Regions from separate parts of the Bicyclus anynana genome. Here region 1 is linked to region 2. The links are chromatin contacts, called in public Hi-C maps. All regions are on one chromosome and are shown on one strand. Each heading gives the region's core, a stretch centred on a gene start, on an enhancer-like site or on the middle of the called end of the contact. The rest is flanking DNA. Distances are from core to core; before and after follow the strand shown. Region 1 overlaps LOC112049830 (protein yippee-like). Region 2 holds the start of LOC112049830 (protein yippee-like).

Evidence for each region. A called contact is a pair of places that touch in the nucleus more often than the background predicts.
Region 1: a contact with region 2 is called in a Hi-C map of whole body, with 4 times the contacts expected there. The contact joins the enhancer-like site here to the promoter of LOC112049830 in region 2. A contact is called at or near these places in 2 of 2 Hi-C or Micro-C datasets (whole body and whole larva).

The regions. Positions count from the first base shown.
Region 1 is chr14:14,348,650-14,351,408 of ilBicAnyn1.1, forward strand. It overlaps LOC112049830 (protein yippee-like), which reads left to right. Exons shown (of 6, transcript XM_052885268.1): 5 at 215-323; 6 at 1,186-2,759. The coding sequence ends at 1,275. Among protein-coding and RNA genes, the nearest start is that of LOC112049829, 29 kb to the right of the region's middle. Within about 2 kb of position 1,317, at least 8 of the 8 cell types and tissues checked have open chromatin away from gene starts, as enhancers often do.
Region 2 is chr14:14,198,109-14,200,808 of ilBicAnyn1.1, forward strand. LOC112049830 (protein yippee-like) reads left to right here and starts at 1,421. Exons shown (of 6, transcript XM_052885268.1): 1 at 1,421-1,828.

The DNA of each region.
Region 1 (2,759 bases), core at 67-2,566, 150 kb after region 2:
TGCTTAAGCGATAATTTTACCACAAGACAAACATTATAGATTAGCTCAGATTAATAAATTATTATGTTTATCATGGTTAAAGCAATTTACGCATACACAATAATATAAAGAGGAGGTCGAGCCAACACCAGTAAGTCCGCGGGTGCCACAAAGTTATCAAAAATGCCTTTTGTAGTTAACAGACTACTTAAAAGAGGTTATGTTCCGATTTCAGTGTAAACGTGGGGTGCGGACCGGCGGAGGAGCGCGTGCTGCTGACGGGGCTGCACGCCGTGGCCGACATCTACTGCGAGTGCTGCAAGACCATGCTGGGCTGGAAATATGTGAGTACATACTCTACATGTGAACGTGACATCTACTGCGAGTGCTGCAAGACCATGCTGGGCTGGAAATATGTGAGTACATACTCTACATGTGAACGTGACATCTACTGCGAGTGCTGCAAGACCATGCTGGGCTGGAAATATGTGAGCATGAATCAGTGGCGTAGCTACGTAACCACGGGCCTTGGTGCAAATAAAAAAAGTTATAAGTTCAGTTCGATCGCGATATTCTGATATGGATTAGAGGGATCCCTGAGCTTTTAGGGCCCCAGGGCATTGTAGCCTATGCCCCTGTGTAGCTACTCCATTGGCATGAATACCTTTTCTTTTCAAATCAGTAAACTGTGAAGTGAACTTTAGTAATGAGTAACGTATATTAGTTATTTTTGCGATTCTCGTTTGTGTAATGAGCCGAATTGCACACTAGACAGTACGAGGTGCTACGATGGCCGTCATTGCATTGGCATACAATACTTTTTCTACGACCGTAATAATATAAATTAAACTTGGTAATTAATATATAAATTATTATTGGCGCTAGGCATCCTACATTTTTTATTGGCGTGTCCTCCTAGATTTTGTCTCTTTTATGGAAGCCTTAATTTTTGTAGCCCATGCCATGGAACTATTTAAAAATTAAAAAAAGTCATTGGAGCATGGTTTACCCGTGTGGTAATAAACATTACCAAATGACCTGTAGGAATAAATAGCTTTGTGACATGGTTTAAGGTTCTAAATTAAGAGTAGAAAAACATTGTTTCAACTATAAAGTACCTATTTCACTTTTATTATAACACCTAACCAATGAAAAAGATTGATCGATACGATCCAAGTCTAATATATCCGTGTTATTCATTTCCAGGAGTACGCGTTCGAGTCGAGTCAGAAATACAAAGAGGGCAAGTTCATAATCGAGCTCGCTCACATGGTGAAAGAGAACGGGTGGGACTGAGTGCCGGAGACTAGTGTGTGCTCGGACTATAGTGCTGTGACATGAACGGACCGAGACTCGAGTCAATTAACCAGCCGATCGGCATCGGGATGTGAAGTGATCGGGATCGGGATATGCCACCACGCAGGCTCGAACCCTCGTGATGACGTCACAGGCGAGGCCTCCTCGCCCACCTACGTAGCACAGAGCGAATCGAGGCGCACGAACCAGTCGTAGTCGGAAAGAGATTATTTTTGTCATACTGTAAAAAATATTATTGGAATATCGGCGACGACTGGTTCGTGCGTCTCTGAAGTAAACGAGCGATCCCGACGGATTGGTATTGAATGATTGTACGGAATTGACCGATTGTCATTAGGCTTCAAGCGCTTGAGCACAGTGGTTACATACACATAAGTAATCGATCTCAGCCGCCCAGCGTTGGGCAGTGGGCTTACAATTTATACTAATTTTTAGTTTATAATTAAAAAAAAAACGATTTTAGTTTCGCCGCTGACGCGCGACTTACCCTTAAGTTGTATTAGGTTATTTTACACGTAATCGCTGTATTGAGAGAACACTAATACTTTCTCTTGTCCCCTTAACCTGTGATAAGTATGTTAGTGTAGAGTTTTGAATTTCTTGAACGATTTTTTCTCAAAAGAGTTGCTCAGAGATGTCAGATGTATGTTCCTAATGATTTCAGCTGTACAAGATGGCTTTTATTTTTTTTTGTTTTTACTTTTTTACATAGAGAACTAGTCGAAACAATGTGTTTGCGGAGTTAAATTCCGTAATTAATTTGCGCTAATTATTATGATTTTGAATTTTTAGTTAGATCATCATTTTGATTGTCCAGCTGTATCTGTATATGATTTTCTTTTGGAGGAATACTTACAGAGTTTAAAGTTAATTTGATCTTTTTTGTTTACTTGATAGTCGGTAAACGGAGATGATTCGACGCGATCGTGATCAATTTTTATATAGAAGAAGGTTTAGGAGCGAGTTTTATTATTCATTTATTGTTTCCATTAAAAGTATAATAATATTTAATTAGTAGAAACATTTAACCCCGTATATTTTATCTTAATATGCATATGGTACTTCATTTAATTAATAATAATGATGTTATCCGTGTAAGAAATATGCATGAGCTTCGATTTACCAATGAATGTATCGATATGTCGACGATGGAAATTCGTACAACCCTATTACTACATTTGCGGAGGCGACTTGCGTGATGTGACGATGTGATTACGGACGATGTGTATGACGTACTATGATAACGTACTTGATTGGTGTCTCCATTGCAAGTTAAGTGTATCTAATTAACCTAAAGAGCATTTCCATATTATTTATACAACAATATAGTATAGTACGAGATCCAGCATAAGGAATATATATTTCTAATAACGGCTCTTAGACCAGTACCTTGTGAAACTATGAAATGGACCTTCGAAACTCGCTACCCGAGTAAAATACTTAACAAGCCACTTTTAAATCTT
Region 2 (2,700 bases), core at 171-2,670:
GCGGACGAAGTATTTTATCTATTATTTTTGTATGAAAGATATTAATATAGCTGAACATTATTATATAATGATTTATTTATTTTGCTATCATCCGCGAAAACTCGGCGAACCCATGCGACAACGTCACCCAGGTCCGACAAAATACTCTCTACGTACGTTTCACCCCGAAACCGGAGCATCCTCAGGAGATGTTGACTCTACAACGTGCAATTGCAAAGTAGAGTCAACATCTCCTGAGGATGCTCCGGTTTCGGGGTGAAACGTACGTAGAGAGTATTTTGTCGGACCTGGGTGACGTTGTCGCATGGGTTCGCCGAGTTTTCGCGGATGATAGCAAAATAAATAAATCATTATATAATCATGATGAACTTCCGCAAAGTAACGCCTGCTTCTATCCAATATTTAGCTGAACATTGTTTGCCGGGTCCGTAAGTATATGTAAAATATAGACAAACCAACTTTGTAGTCTTCAAAAAAGTAGATTACATTCGGCTGTAGATATATATGTTTTTTCAATTCAAGAAATTGCATATTTATTTTACAATTCATCATCTTCATATTAGCCGACAGAAATTCACTGCTAAATATAGCCCTTTTGTAGGGACTTCTGAATGAACATATCGTCCCTATGCCAGCCCCTTAAGACTGATACGGATGGCTCCATGTGATATGTTCAATGTCATTACTATCTTCTACAAATTCCAAAACGGTAAAGCAAACAAAGCTAAAGACTTATTAGGTACAAAAAAAAACGCAGCCCTAGTAGCACAAGTTTTAAGTCTGTATCTGTCTTAAGCGTAAGTTGCCATATTGATGACATTTGTACTAATTTAGTAATTTTAATAATACAGTTTGTTATTGTCAGTTGATTACCCTCAGTCATTCATAGATTATACGTTTACTATTTTACACAAAAATGTTACCCTTGGACCACCCTACGATACTTTAAACGTCGCAGGTTCACGACTAGAATTGAAAGTCATTTTTTTTAAATGAATAACTTTAGATAAGACTTATTATTTAACCCTCACGACAATGGAATTTAACAATTTCATTTTATATTTTATCAGTTGATTGTTACACTGATCGTAGGAACCAGCATCCGACTCAATGTTCTCTGCGAAACATATATGATGGCCTAAACAAGGAATTTTAAACCACGGATATAACTAAATAACTAGTTCAATGTCTTTAACTTAAATATTACCTACCAAGTGCCTATGTACTTTTTGTAACCTACTAAAACAGCGTAAATAAAATGGAAGCTATTATAAAAATCTATCTGGTAACATTGTAAAGTAACTGTCACTTGTCAAAAGTGCGAGTGAAACAGAACAGAATGTCTAGGCTAGAAACTGAGATAGAGAACAACGAATCAAGGCCGACTGCCTTCCGAGCCGATGTCGTTCGAACAAACTTTGGCAGCCGAGAGGAGACGAAAGTCAAAACGTCTGTTTTTGACGCAGCAGCGCAAACTAAGTGCGCAGGCAGTGCGACGAATTATCACGTTCGTAGGCCACATAGAAGTGATGTAAATAATATAATAAAACCCACGTAACGTAAACAAGGACTATTTTAGTACTTACAAATGCATATGTACCTAATAAATTGCGTGTCGTGAAACTAAAAACCAAAGATTACGTCCAGTGGTAAATACGACACAAGTGACAAATTGACTTTTTATAGACAACGTAATAAACATTTATTAATATTTATAATGCATTCGTGATTTGTCGATAGTAAAGCGAACTTTGTTTTGTAAAAGGACTATAGTTTTTCTTGGAGTAAAATAATATCTAGGAACGCCGTGTATTGGATGAAAAGAAAGGCAAGTATGTCCTTTGTTGTGGTCGCCTTCACCTCTAGAATAATTCACAATCATTGTTCACTAATCATGTACATTTCTATTTAGAATCTAATTACACTGAAAAATCTATACCAGTGTTACGAAACACTGCTACGTACTACGTAAAGCACAAAGTATTTGCGTCATATATTGGATATAACTAAAAATAATTACATATAAGTACCTACCTAGTTCTGTAATGTTAATACAACAACCAATACAATGTTGTTGAATCGATAGTGATAGGGGTTGTGTAATATATAAAAACAACAAACAAGCTATGCATGTACGTAGGTACATTGTAATTATATAGGGTGTCCTTTTCCTTTGTTGTCGGATCAATCAGCTGTTTTGTGCACACATACACAGAGTGGGCGAGACTCGAGTCTCGACTCGACTCCGATCAGAACCGGTCTGACCACCGTCATGAGTGTCGGTGACTGTATCTCTACGCTTTATGTATGTACGTAGATTACTTTTATGCGAGTGCATATTATGTAGGTATTGCATATAATATAGATGCGTATTGTTGCAGAGAAATCAGCTCGTGTGTTTGGCATTTAAACTGAATAAGTAGGTTAAGTAGTACCTACATAGAGCACAATATTGAAATACATGACTCTTGACAGTACGGGTTCGAAATTCAGATCGTATTTAACTAAGTAGAGGGTTTGTAGTTCGGCTAGATTAGTGATTCCCAAAGTGTATATCGACCCCTGGGGGTCTATGACAAACTACATGGGGTCTATGTCAGCGAAAAAAAATTTGGGGGTTCAATAAATGAAAATGTTTTCCACGATAGTCGATCATACACTGATAGTACCTATTTTTTACATCATATTATATTATAATAT